Regions from separate parts of the Anser cygnoides genome. Here region 1 is linked to region 2. The links are chromatin contacts, called in public Hi-C maps. All regions are on one chromosome and are shown on one strand. The core of a region is the stretch at or near the end of the contact, and the rest is flanking DNA. Distances in the headings are between cores, read along the strand shown. Region 1 holds the start of NPC1 (NPC intracellular cholesterol transporter 1). Region 2 holds the start of CABLES1 (Cdk5 and Abl enzyme substrate 1).

Region 1 (6,799 bases), core at 359-2,858, 200 kb after region 2:
AGGGAGAAAGATGCATCCTGCATAGGCCAAATGCTTCAAGCTCGTTGCAATCCTCCTGTTATACAAATTAAAATGCCTCCATAGCACACTGACTGCAAAAAAGAAGGAAGATGTCAAATGGCACTTCGGTTTACACATACCACAACTGAAAGCATGAAAACATTCTACCAGTACACTTGAGAGAGCACCAGTTCAGCTTCAGGATGCCTCTCTTTTGCGAGCAAACACTACGTAGGCTCGGTCTAACTGAAGGATCAACTTCTTTGACAGATATCAAAGACACTTTATGTAATGGTTAGCTGTAAGTAACAGTTAAAAAAAAAAAAATCAAGTCCAAGGTTTTCATTTCCCTACACCCCCACCCAATTTTGCTTTCTTGCATTAGGCATGCAGGCTTTAATTCTGTAAAGTCACTTTCACCACGTTAACTTCTTATGGACCACAAAGCCACATCCTCTACAAGGATACCCCAGGCCTTAAGGGAACTTGTTTCACGTTCCCCTAGCTCAGTGCCCCTCCTTCTGTCACCAGAAGTTCTGTATGGCATCTTTTCATTCCTGTACCTGCCCGGGGCACGCCTCATCACTATGTGGTGTGGTATGTCCCTCCAAAATCATTACAGAAATGAGTGTTTGGAGGGTACAAAGTTCATTAGCTACTCCTCTGGAGACCACGAGCCATTAATAATGAATCAGCTTCTCCAGCTGCAACAGAAGGAACTTCTAGTCTTCTGTTCAAGCTCCTTAAGGCAGATGAGGATACCCGAACAGGAGGACCTCAGCACACACACACGGGATGACGAACTTGACAGCTTGAACAGGGTTAAGCGTAAAACCTGACTTAGCATATTTCTAAGTTGGCTGGGGGGGGGAAACAAGACACAATCTAGCCAGGAACTCTGTGTTCCTCCAGAAAAGTGGAGCACCTCACTCCTGCCTTGGACGACGAAGTAAACAAGATGTGACCGAGAAGAAAGGATTTAAAGCTTTATGCTAATTTTTTTCCTAGAGCATCTTAGCAAGGGAAATCCAACTCATTTCAGCCCACGACTTTACAGAAGCGCACGCTCTCAATATGAGTACCTCAGCGAGAAGCAGGTCTCACTGCACAGCCGATTACTTTCGGAAAGCTCTTGCTTTCCTCTCCAGCCTCCGGCAGCAGGCTAAACGACAGGCGGGTGCCATTCGCGAGCCTCCCCACCCACGTACGACTGCCCGGCCGCTCGCACGCCCCGAGCGCTGCACAACCGGGGCACGGCCCGGGCAGCCGCTGCTTTCTGCAGCCTCGGCGGGCGATCCCCGGCGGGGGAACCCCGGCTGCCCAGCCCCAGCTCCCCGGCAGGGACTCACCTGTGCGGGGGACAGCAGCAGCAGCAGCAGGAGGAGGAAGAGGAGCAGCCCCCGCCCGGGGCAGCCTTGCGGGCTCCCCATGGCGGTGCGGGGAAGGGAGCGGGGGCCGGCGCCGCAGCGGCAGCGGGGAAGCGGCAAGAGAAAGACGGCAGCGGGGGGAGGAGAGAGGAGGGAAGAAGAGGCGGCAGCCGCGCAGGTCCGGAAGGGCCGCCCTCCCCAGGCCGGGCTGTGCTCACGGCCCCGCCGCCGGGCCCCGAGGAGGAGCGGCGGGGGCCGAGGGGCCGTGCCCGGGATCCGCCGCCAACCGCCCGCCTCGCCCCGGCCGCGGGGCGGGGCCGCGCCTCACGCCACCGCCCGGCCCCGGCGGCGGGAGGCAGGGTGGGAGGCGGCTGGGTCACACACACGCACCCTGCTGGGGATCCCCCGGTGGGGCGACGAGGGGGGTCTGGGCGCTGGGTCAGACCCGCATGGGTCTCCTCAGGGCCGGTGGTGCAAGAGGAGAAGCGGAGGAAACGGGGTGTCTGGTCCCCATGGGTGCCTCACCCCCATGTGCAAATCACCCCAATGTGCATCTCACCCCAATGGGCATCTCACCCCAATGGGCATCTCACCCCAATGGGCACCTCACCCCCATGGGCACCTCACCCCCATGGGCCCCTCACTCTGGTGAGCGCCTCACCCCAATGTGTCCCTCACTCCGACGGGTGTCTCGCCCCGATGGGCACCCACGCAGTCACCTCCTGGGGTGAGGAGCCCACCCAGGGCCCTAGGTTTACAAATACACTGGAGGGAACTCCGGGCTGACACCCAACCTACTCATCATTTCTTGTTTTAGTCGGGTCTTGTGATCTGCCGGGGTCTCGTGATCGGCCGCCTGGTGTGAGCTGCGCCCGCGGCGGCCTGTTTGTTTCCGTGCGAGTGGAGGTTTAGTGGCGACTGCATTGCTTCGGTTTCTTCAGAGCCAAGTTGTGCCTCTTCAAAATGAAATATTCTACATATGTTGTATCAGCAGTATGCTAGCAGGTTTTTATGATATAGAAGTATTAATCACATAGTTTATAAATGCCTAAGTAGTCTCAAAACTCCCATCTTAGGCAAAAGCTTCTTAATTTTGCTTTAAAGTTATCAATCCGTGATTTCAAAGCATTCGTCTCACGATCCCACATGCGTTTGACTGCATGGCTAGCTGCTATTACGGCACGGCTGCAATAAAAATAATCCCCGAGCAAGGCGGCTCAGGTTGCGTGGCAGAAAATCAGCTCTCAGTGTTGATTGCACAGCGACTCTACTGCCGGTGAATTTGCCTTGCCGAATTTTGTTTGTTCCCGACATGCTGACATCAGGTGGCCTGATGGGTGTTGCAATCGTTTGGGAGCAAGGAGATTGCACTCAGCTGATCTGTTTGGGATCCGTCTCGAAGGAAACACAGGAAGACAAGCAGCGTGTGACATTTGTGTGCTGCTTCTATCTGATTTATTTCCCCACTACTTTGTTGCCTTTGTGGCTGTTCAGTGCACATTATACTGCCGGAATTTAGCTGATATTGCCATCTGCTGACAAAAATATAGGTTGTTCTTGGTTTCGTATATTCATGGGCTAATTTATGTTGGCAGGGACCTCTGGAGGGCCATGTAGTTTGGCTTTTTGCTGAAAGCTGAATCCATTTAGGTCAGGTTGCTCAGGGAATTGTCCAGTTGTATTTTGAATAGCTTCAGAGATGGAGATTTCACAGCCCTGCTGAGCAAGCTGTTCTACCGTGTGACCACACGGGATAGTAAAATGTTTTTTCCTGTACCTAAAGAGATTTTGCCATGTTCCAGTTTGAGTCTGTTGCCACTGTGCTATCACTGTGCTTGTCCAAGGAGAGTGTGGCTCCAGCTTCTCTGCATCTTCCCGTTAGGTAGTGGTGGAGAGCAGCAGGACGTCCCCTGAGCCAGCGTTCTGCTTAAGGCTGAACAAACACAGCACCCCCAGCAGTCGTGCTGGCATTAAACTGGACTTGCCCCAGTATGTCAGCATCTTGTTTATTCTGGGGAGCCCCAGACTGGACCCAGGACTCCGGATGTGGTCCAACAAGTCCCACAGAAGGAGGAATAACCACAGTGCTTGACCTACTGGCTACACCCTTGCTAATACAGCCTAGGAAGTGGTTGGCTTTCTTCTCTGCTGACTCATGTTCAGTGTGCTGTCCAGCCCAGCCACCATATTCTTCTCTGCGAAATTGCTTTCCATCCTGCTGCTGCCCAGCTTGTACTTTTCCAAGGGATTATTCCATCCCAAGTGCGTGACTTGGCATTTGGCAAGTGCTAACAAAAGCTGAAGTACCTAAAGTTAATTGGTGTGTCTCAATTGTGTTGTCATAAGTCAAAATTTTATTCAGCACTATGCAGTATGATCCGAAAAGCAGGGGACCGAGTTGCCACATTTTCTAGGGACTCCATGTAAGCAGAGGATGCAGTGGGCGTAGCTCACATAGCTACAAGTTAAAAAAAAATGCAGGAACCTTGTTTCAGCGCTGGTGAAAAAGGTAAAAGGACAACAAAACTGAGTAAACATCTCATTCCCCAATGAACTGCATAGAAAAGTCATCTAAGAATCATAGGTGAGACAGAACTGATTTATAATGTTGCAAAACAAACACAAGGGAATCTATTGCAGTGGCAATTTCCACCGTAAACTAATTAAGCCCATAACATCACACTTGTCTACCACCTACAGTACAGACAGAGGAGGTAATATTTTAATATTTATCTAAATCTCTGGTCGATACCTATATTTAGAAGGCTGTCTAAATTCACATTGTTATTCCAGTGCAATGCCTTCACATACTGCCAGTTTTTCTACACTCACGAGTGAAAGTGAGGTGGAATAGAGGCGAAGACTGATTACCAAACACTAATCTGACTAAGCCCATCAGAGTTCTGAAATCCTTCATAATGGCAGATGTGGAAACGTGGAAACATTTTTATCTGTTTTCACCTTGCTTCTGTATGCTGCCAGCCAGCAGCTCAGGGCTGGGTATTCGTTCAGTCCTATTGCAGCCTTCAGTCTCGGTTGCAGCTCTCTGCCACATGTAGTTGCACGAGTATTAAAAAGTCAATGATAAAGCTGGCACATTTGACTGTTTCATCTTAAAGTTATCCCTTTCTGTCTGGGCATGGAAAAAGTAGCCCTGAATAATGAACTCAGATCGATGCTGCCAGCAGCTCACGGCATTTTCTGTGCTGCCAAAGAGACTGTCCCTGCTGCTAGCTGCGATTGCTTACAAACGTCTATCAAGATGTGTTTTATAAGGCTCCCTTTTAAGCCCAAGATTATGCATAGCTTTTAGGGATTGTCTGCTTGGAAGGAAGGGAATAGTTACGCTGGTTCTCAACAGTGTGTGTTTTCCTGCCTGGAAGAAGATGCTAATATGAATTCATAGCGTAGGATGTCATTTGGTGTCCCTGTCACACCCAGCTGGTCCTTCTGTTGTCCATTAGGATGAAATAAATACTTTCCCTCACTGAATACCCTTTTGGTGTGAAGCTATCTGCCTGGCAGCTAGTGTGAAATAACGACCTGCTTTGTTCTGTCCTGCTTTGACAGCAAGTCCTGAGCTCTGCTTTCAGAGGTGTTTCCATGGCTTTACCCAGTGCAGAAGTGAAACATGTTGCCGATTCCACTAGAAACTCACTTGTCTAGTGGTAATGATCGTGCAATTTCCAAATTGCAGTCTGCCTGCAGAATTACATGCACGTAGAAATGGAAAAACTACGTGATTGCTTTGCAGCAAAGTCAATTAAAATGTCTGTTGCTGTTTTTTTTCCCCTATAATTTATTACGAGCCTTTGTTATTTCTATTGCGATAGCACCCGGAGGCCATTGCAAGAAGTGGGAGCTAGGTTAAGCAACACGTTTCATAAGCACACAGGAAGGCAGGGTGTTCTGCATGGAAATCTTGCCTCCTGTGTGAGGACAAGCTTCTACAGGTGGGTGGGTTTGCAAGTTTCACCCAGTTTCTCACACCTCCACTTTTTTTTTTCTTTTTGTAGAGCCAGTCAAAACCACTGTAGCATGCCCCAAGAATATTTTTCCAGCCAAGTCAGAATAATTCCTGTACTGAACAAAGCTGGTGTTTCCTATTTGGCATTGTAAGCAAATCGTATTGCTTTCATTTGTCAGCCTTCCTCACCTGTGAAGGCCTGTTCGACTTTTAATTGTCCTGGCCTCAGAGTAGCTATTACTTTGGTCAGATGCTCCTGGCTTCAGACTTTCCACGTGGGATCAACTCATGCTGCGGGGGATGACAGCAGTCGGCCCGAAGCTGCCAGTAGTGTTAAATATAGGTGTAGTGTGTCAGGTGATGCTGAATCAAATCTTTTTTATCTTTTCATCTTTGTATCTGCCCTAGCACATTTGTAGGGCTGTTCTACCGTGTCCTATCCTCACTCTTTAGCATCACGTGTTTTCTGCATTTATCGTTGAAGGTGCCAAAAGTGTTCATTTTTACTACATTCTAGGTGGACTTATTTATTACCTAGTAGCAAAAGCTCAGGAATTGAATTCAGAAGATGAAAAGCTTGACCCAGTTTTGCCATGAACTTGCTGAATGATGTGGGTGGGTCCCAACCTCTCCAGTACAATTTCCTCCTCTGTAAAGTGGTGCCTATTGTATGGCAACATGGGATCCAAAATACCCCAAAACAGGTTTCAAACAGTGAGCTGCAGGAGGAAAGCACTGTAGAAATACAACTTCTTATTAAAGCAGAGTTTGGAGATATACTGCACTTATTGCTATGAGCAAATGTGCAGTGTGTACTCATGCCAGGTACTATTCACAAGCACTGATTTACTAACAAATTCAAAAGTTCACCTCATAAAGAGCTGAGTATGGCTCCTGGTTTGCATTAACATCTGATTCCTGTCCTGTGTCCCTGTGAGCACCATGCTGCCACGTGTTTATCTCAGGCTTTGCTGTCGAAGTGGAGGAGAAGGGCAGAAATATCCCAGGGAGTCCCTGTGGGTACTACCAAAACCTGCCTGAGCACCTGCAGAGACTGTTCTTGGAGTCCTCAGAAAGTGGAGCAGTTCTGCCTCTTCATGCAGTATAGTCTGGACAAGCAGACAATGAGACTTGGTATCACATTTCCAAAGGGATTATAGGAGCCTGTACACATACCCTAGGCACTATGTACACATACACATATACATATACACCATACAAGAAAACACATGTGCAGTACATATAAAACTACACTTTGTTTCTGGTCTGTCTTTTATGTTAGTGTCATGCTCTGTTTGTGCATCCGAGCCAGTGAAACCTTCTCCATGGCAAAAAGTTGTGTCCCTCGCTCTTTCCTGACGTAGCTGTGTTCCCCGCCGGCACATCACAGATTGCTGCGCTGTTCCCTGCTCCCTGGCAAAGTGCAGCACTATGCAGAGCTCATGCCAGCTCTGGGTGAGCTGCC
Region 2 (7,661 bases), core at 100-2,599:
TCCTCACGCTTCCTCTCCAAAAGAGAAGTTGGAAGGACTCGTGGTGATCACCGGGGTACAGAGCACCTCCCTTACAGACAGGATGTGCCAGCTGGGCTCTCCTCTGGGGAGGTGAGTCCGGCACTCAGGCCCACCCGCTTCCCAACCAAACCATCCGTCCCCGATGCACCACAGGGACGAGCACACCGGTGCCATCTGCTAGGGAAGACAGCATCAGCTTAAGCCTCAAGAGAGCAGTCTGAAGTGGGAATGCCCATCTCAAAATAGCACTTGGATCTAGAAGGAGGTGGGGGTTGGGAAACGCTCCCTTTCCCCCAGCATTTCCCATCCATGCTGCCTGTTACAGCATCCTTATCGCATCAGGAGCCTGCAGAGCCCACCCCAGGGACGTCGGGGCCTTAAAGGCAGGGTTTTGGGGCACCCAGGGTGAGTAAAGGCCAGACTTTCACAAATCAATCCGAGTCACAGAGCTCATTCCTAAGGTCATTGAATGCTCAAAAGGTCAGTTTTGAGAGGAAGGCAAACCTGGGTCCATAGCTGCTTCAAAATTAATAGCATTAGGTTTTCCTCTGTGACCAAACACCCAGCTTTGTTGATCAAATCTGCAAACTTTTGATCAAATCATAGGGGGCACTGCTTTCTTTGTGACAGTCTGAGAGGGCTGTAAACTATCAGCAAACTGTAACAGGGACATAATAATACACGTCATTGTAATGCTTCATGAAGGAGGTGCACGTTGCTGTCTCACAAGGACCGTGCGTGCTGGTGTTTGTGTTATCCAGCCCTTACATAAGGACAAAAACACTTGTAGCAAGGCTGAGCTGAGCCAGTGAAGCGATGAAGAAACGAAGGCGCTCCGTGCTGTGATGGCACTGGCCTCGGGCCAGTGGGGCTGGGGGCGAGAGGGCACCCTGAAAAACCCCACTGCCCCCGGAGCAGGGCAGAGCGAAGGCTTGGGGTGAAGGGGGTGAGGGAAGGGGGGTTTGGGGGTCTCGTGAGGTGCTTTAATGATTTGGGGGTCTCGTGAGGTGTTTTAATGGTGTTTTAATGGTTTGGGGGGGTCTCGTGAGGTGTTTTAATGGCGCTTTAATGGTTTGGAGGGTCTCGTGAGGTGTTTTAATGGCGCTTTAATGGTTTGGGGGTCTTGTGAGGTGTCTCCCGGGCCGCCGGCTCGCTGCAGCAGCCGGGCCGGGGTGCTGCCGGTGGGGACACGGCGGTGTCAGCCCGGCGGGCCATGTGGGCACAGACTCCACCTCCCCCTGCTCCCGCCCGCCCCCTCGCATCCAGGAAGGGAAGAAGAGGAGGAGGAGGAGGAGGAGGAGGAGGGAAGGGGGAAAGAAAAAAAAAAAAGCGGAGAGAGGTTGAAAGGAGGGAGCTCGCCGAGACCCACCCTTCTCCCTCCTCCTCCTCCTCCTCCTCCTGCTGCTGCGGGCTGCTGGCCGGGCTTTTGTTTTGCTCCGCTCCCCGCTCCGCACGTGATAGCCGCGGCACCCCCATGCGGCCCTCCGGGGCGGCCCCGCCGGCGGCCCGACGGCAGCCTCGCCCCGCCGCCCGCCCGCTGCCCTAGCGGGGAGCCCGGCAGCGAGAGCGCAGCGCCCGGCCGCAGGGCAGGGAGGCGGCGGGCAGCGGGCAGCCGGCCGGCACAGCCACGCGCAATGGCGGCCGCCGCCGCCAGCCCCGGCAGCCCCGCCGCCGCCGGGCCCCTGCCGCCGCCGCCGCCGGAGCCCTGCCCCAGGAAGGGGCCGGGGCCGCCGCTGCCAACGGGAGCGGGGCCGGCGGCGCCGCCGCGCGGCGACCCCCGTCGCAGGCAGGCCGCGCTCTCCTTCCTCACCAGCATCTCCCTCGACGGGCGGCCCCCGCCGCCGCCGCCGCCTCCTCCGGCCGACGGCCCCGCCGCCAGGCCCCGCCAGGCCCCGCCGCCGCCCCCGCCGCCGCCGCCGCGGCTGGGCAGCCCCCCGGCGGCGCCCGCCGAGCCCCCCCGGCCCCGCGGCGGGGCGGAGGAGGAGGAGGGCGGCGGCGAGGAGGACGAGGAGGAGGAGGAGGACGCCTTCGCCGCCGTGCAGGTGCCGGCCGCCGCCTTCCTGGGCGCCGCGGCGGCGGCGGGGAGCCGCGGCCGCCTCAACTCCTTCACGGCCGGCGTGCTGCCCGTGCCCTTCGGCCGCGCCAGCCCCCAGGGCGGCGGTGGAGGAGGCTGCGAGCTGGGGCAGCCCGGCCCCGCCGCCGCCTTCGAGCTGCAGCGATCCCGGTAAGCGGCGGCGGGGCACGGGGAGGGACGGGACGGGACGGGACGGGGGGGCGGCCCCGGGCAGCGGCAGGTGGGAAACCGCTTCCCTCCCTGCTTCCTTCCTCCTTCCTTCCTCCTTCCCTCCTTCCTTCCCCGCGGGAAGGCGTTTCCACCTTCATCCACGAGCTCTTGCTGCCCCTACATGCCGTTCCCCGCCTCAGGGCAACCTTTTCCCCGTTACCGAGCTCGCTCGCCCCGAGCGTGTAACCTCACCTCCTTGAACAACCACCGCTTTTGGGCTAGGGACGCGCAAATGCACGTGGGGCAGCTGCGCCACGCGTACTGAGAGCTCTCTCCCGCACCGCATCGTGCCCGGGTATCGCAGGCTGAGGGAGAAGCAGGCTGGAAGCCGGAGGAGACGACTGCGTGCTCCCAGCCAACCGCTCCCACCTTCCCTGCTCGCCACGCTCGCTCCGCGTCGCTCCCTCGGACAAGCAGGTAGACTTGGAGTCACGTGCTGTTGCTGCCAGGGTTCAGGAGGGTAACTGAGCAGAGGTTGCTGCAGAAAAAGCTCATTCACAACCAACTGGCTTGGAGAGATCGGGGGTACTCCAGGAGAGCACCCATGGCCTTGGGAGCTGGTTGTGACCCACAGGTTTGGGGGCTGCTGTCCTGCTCTGGAACTTGTCGGTGACAGTGCGCTCAGCAGTTCGCTCCTGGTGTCCGACAGCCTGCATTCTCCACAGCCTTCCACTTAGTGAGCTGATTATCCGTGCAGGATTCCCGTGCCATCTTTCTGTATTCCCAAGGATCCTCCTCGTTTTTCTGTGCTTGCACTCCTTGGTCCCGTGCTCGGCTCTGGGAGAGGTGCTCAGATCCCACCTGCATCACTTCTTCCCCCTCATCCCATCGTTGCTTTCCCTTGCCCCTCTTTGCTGCTCTCTGAATTCCTCCTTCCACAACCTGCCCGTAACGGCCCTCCCTGAGTGCTCTGCCGCTTGTGGTGTGCGATGTAAGGAAGGAGCTGGGTTTTGTTTTCTTGAGAGTTAGGTTCGGCTGTGGCAAAGACCTTGTGCAACTCCCCAGCACTCGCTGGTAGCGAAGCAGAGCTCCCCGTGAAGCCCGCAGCTCCGCTGACGGCCGTGACGCGGCACATGTGCGGTCCAGGGCAGGCTTTGGCTTGGGTTCAAAAGATGCGTTTGTGTTTTGGAAAACATATATTCTTAAATATAGAAATGGGACGGACTTGAGGTGGCGGCGTGCGCGCAGAGGTTGTACCCGGCCTTCGCTCCGCATCTCGGCGGAAAGGCACTGCTCGGGCTCTGATAGCGAGGCTCGCTCTTCGCCGCACGAAAAGATAAATCATAGGCATGCACGCTGCTGGCGCCAGCCCAAGAACAGGGAGTTCAAGCAGACCTGCTGCCGCTCTCCTAACGGAGACGAAGGAGCCAAATGGCCGGCACATGGCCTGCCCTTACGGGCGCGATGCGGGTGGGAGGCAGGGACCAGGCACCGGGGACAGACTTCGGCTCACCTGAAGGAGGATGCAGAGCAGAGAGGGAAATCAGGGATTTTGGTAGCTCCCGTGTACCTCTGCTGTCTCTCCTCCCTCCCTTTCGTTCTCCTTGCAGCAGGCTTGAAATTGAGTCTGAGGTGTTGTTTGAAAAGGCTAGTCCTGTGCTTGGACACGTAAGTTATGTGGTAACATGAAACCATTTTCTACTACCATATCAGGCAAGACGGGCTGCATTATGTTGTTGTTTTTATTTAGTTTTCAGAAACCATCGTGAACGTCTAATCAGAGTTTCCTGGCTTGTTTTGTTTTGTTTTGTTTGTGTTAGCAGTTTGTATAATTGTGCACTGGTTTATATTTAACAGGGTTATCATTAATGTGGTTTGGGTTTGTGCTCCCTGTGTATTCACGGGGAGTAAATGATTCAAAAAAGGACGTGGAGCTCCTAGCTGTTCGGAGGCTAGGGTGTAATTACACGTAAATGGGAAAAAACGCTTGTGCAGTAGTTGGCTTGTTGATGCCGAAGGCTCTTGTCTGGTGCTGAAGAAGTTTGTCTCAGTTATGTGGTGAATGGGCGGCTGAGGGCACTACTGGAAACTCGGGCCAGATTGTGCCACGGCTTTCCTTCGTGTCAAATTATAATTCGTTTTAATAGCTTCGTCTGAATTAGCCAGGACTTCTGTGGAACAAGATTTCAGCAACACCAATTTAAAATCATTACAGAGTCTGGAGGTTAGGTAATGATCCCATCCACGTACTTGTTTTTATGTAAGCCTACAGTTCTTCTTGCTGTAGTTTTCTTTGCAAGAAGCACCGTTGTTTCCATACGTGAAGGTTCCTTTCCTATACACGACTTTTTCCAGTGGCTCAGGTTGTAAGAAACGAGTGTGTAGGGAAACAAATCAGTGATTGGATTTGTAGTTTAAACACCACTTACAGTTGCAGTTGACTGTGTCACAGCAGATGGGAAGGGGAATTCCTCCTGGAGCAGCTGGTTTGGGGAAGGCAATAGAGAGGAATATCTGCTGAGCAATTGCTGGGCGGGGGGATCTAGTCAAAAGGATGTTTAAGCTACCGTGGCTCAAATGGATTTATCTTCAGAATTTATTGACCTACAGAACAAGTCTCATTTCCTGACTAATTCTGAAATTAATGTGTGATTATTAAAGCTCGTAAAGATTCAATTTGTTTCTACCCATTAGAAAGTCTCTGCGCCTTTCACCTTCCATCTCATTCAGTTTTGACAATGCAGAGGGGAGACAATTTCCTCGTTCAGGTCTCCACTCACTGCCACGGCGTTTTGTTGTGTAAGTGCTCAGGCTGTTATTGAAAATATGAAAGCATTTGCCTGTTTTAAATAGCTAGGTTCTGGCCTAATTATTCATCGTCCAGAGAGACGCAGTGGAGGGGGATGCTGGATTTGTAGACTTGCCCGGCCGTTGTGGGGCTCACGAGGTGCAAGCAGTTGTTGGCGCTGCAGGGAGCCCCCAGGATCACTGCACATCCGCAGAAGATGCCTCCGATCTTAACACCTCAGGGACAAAAGAAGAGCCTCTCAGAAACGAGTGTGTTGCGGGCAGAGTCCTGAAAGAGGAGCAGAACAAAAAGCGGAGGGCACTGTCCACCCTTCAGGGTCGTGCCAACGTCGGGAGCTTGCTTGTGAGCTGCTGGAAAAAACATCGGACCTTTTGTGTGCGATTGAGACTTGGTTATTCACTGAGCCTAAAGCCCTTCAGGCAGCCGGAGTTTTAGAATTAGGTATACAAGAACAGCGTGAAAACAGCAATTTAATGGTCTGAGAAGTGAATGGAAAGTGCACATGCTGAAAGTGCACATGCTGATCTTTTCATAGGTGTGCGACCTTGTGTACCACTAATCATTGCTGCCTCTGAAAACGGGATGCTTTGGTGACTCCTGTCATCGTTTCAGAAACCTGAATGGCCATCCCGTGCCACCCTAAAGAAAAATGTTCAAGAACAGGATTAAGGCTCTATAATAAGGGCTGTTTTGGTGGTGGCACCGGTGTCCTGCTGCTTTTGTCCTTGCCAAAGTGTTTGACACAGTTCCTGGAGGGCAGCCCCCCAGGAGAGGACTTGCTGTCCCCGTGCGCGCAGCTTGCAGGCTCCTGAGGGCCCCGTGAAGGACACGGAGCACGTCCACGTCCTGTGCACGTCCTGTGGCCCATGCTGAGAGAGGCTGGGTCCTCATGGTCACTTCAGGCACGGCAGGAGCAGTTGCGGACTGCTGGTGGGCTTGGAAGAGTCAGGTCTCTTCCTTCTCTTCCCTCCACACAAAGCCTGCGCGTACTGGAGGCTTGGTTAAATGGCATCCAAGAAGGGTTTGGGGAATTTGCTGGACATCTTGCAGGTCAGAGGAAGCCGTACCGACCAAGTCGTACTGGAAACATAAAGCCCCGTCTGCGTTTTGAGCTGTACACATGCTGAACGTGGCCAGCCCTGCATCCACAAAGGCTGGCGTCCGCCTCCGGTGATCTCTGCATGCCTCTCCCTGTGGTCAGGGCACAGGTTTCAGCCTCTCTCTGTGGCTTACTTGGAACATCTGTAAACATTGCTGTATTTCAGACATCAGTTGAAGTTGACCAGTGTTTCAGAAGTCACTGTAGTACAGTAATACGAGGACGCACGGACAGATGGACGGCATAGTTACATCAGCCTTGTTTCCTTAAGACGCAGAGCTTTAAACAAAATCCCCCAGAAGTTTGCTCTGGCATATTTCAGGCTTTATTATAATACTTAGCAAGCATCTTTCGCCAATAAGAAAGATAATATTCATCAGGCAAGAAAAAAAAACCCTTTGCTGTCAATTCTGAAGAGGAGCTGGGACAGAACGTAGTGTACACAACTACTAGGGAATTAATTAGACATCTTTATAGGCAGACACATGCTAAGACAGAGCTGCCTGTGCAGAAGTCTCAGAACTTGACAAGTTTTGAAGTGAGACGGCGTTAAAGCCGGATCAGTCAGCTGCAAAGCTCCTGTGCAGGCAGGCAGGCCGGCCCTTCTTGTTAAGAGCGAGCTACGCGGCGCTCTGTCACACGGTATTTCTGCAGGCATCCCTATGTGGTGAAAATCAGGAGCATCCATGTGACTCAGCAGCCCTCCAGACCATCACAAAAACATAGTTTGGTGGTAGATAGATGGGATAATGACAGATCATAGCTTGTTGGCATCTTTCGGGTAGGAAGTATGCTTTAATCAGTAATTATTATGACTTCGAGAATTATTCTGGTGAAGGACAGAGCTTAGTTTGGAGCAGTTGAAAATGGCTAAAATACAAATATGAGATTCCAAATATTCTGTCTGAAAGGAAAAAAAAGAAATCTCCAGTAATACTGATTCTATGGCTTCTCAGCTTCAAAGCAGTAAATGCCAGGTGGGCTGGCTGGAGGCTCTGTGGAGAGTTTGATGTGAGGTAAAGACAAGAAGCACGAATGGTGATTCAGAACCAAACACTGATTTATTTATTTTTCCTTACTTCAGCTGTTTGTGGTCTCTCAGACAAGTTCTCTACTACATAAACATAAAGGCTCATCTGCCTAATTTAACCTGAAAATGCAGGAGTTTGGTTTTACTTTTTGGAACTTTTGTACATTGAAACTTCGGTAGACACGACCTTAGCCCATGATAAGTATGGGAAATCAGATTCTGTTTAACCAATGCAAATATGCCTGCAAAATTCATCACCTCTGGCCACACGACCATACCTCCAAGGCCATAACCAGTCCTTTTGCTCAAACGCTCTGTTCTGCACACAGAATTGCCGCTGAGGAGTGCGGGGCTGCCTCGAGATACCAGGCTGAGCGACGCAGCAGGTGCTGTGAGACGCAAAGCTGGCTGCTTTAATAACCCAGCTGAAAAACCTCGTGCCAGTTTGCTGCGAGAAGTGCGATTGCTAGAAATTACG

Evidence for each region. A called contact is a pair of places that touch in the nucleus more often than the background predicts.
Region 1: a contact with region 2 is called in a Hi-C map of liver, with 4 times the contacts expected there. The contact joins the promoter of NPC1 here to the promoter of CABLES1 in region 2. A contact is called at or near these places in 2 of 7 Hi-C or Micro-C datasets (both in liver).

What each region holds. Positions count from the first base shown.
Region 1 is chr2:114,150,162-114,156,960 of Taihu_goose_T2T_genome, forward strand. It overlaps NPC1 (NPC intracellular cholesterol transporter 1), which reads right to left and starts at 1,609. Exons shown (of 25, transcript XM_048080025.2): 1 at 1,350-1,609. The coding sequence starts at 1,430. ANKRD29 (ankyrin repeat domain 29) reads right to left here. Exons shown (of 10, transcript XM_066992861.1): 10 at 6,595-6,799.
Region 2 is chr2:113,955,332-113,962,992 of Taihu_goose_T2T_genome, forward strand. CABLES1 (Cdk5 and Abl enzyme substrate 1) reads left to right here and starts at 1,350. Exons shown (of 9, transcript XM_066992859.1): 1 at 1,350-2,245. The coding sequence starts at 1,656. LOC125184879 (a long non-coding RNA gene) reads right to left here and starts at 3,458. Exons shown (of 3, transcript XR_010829644.1): 1 at 2,498-3,458.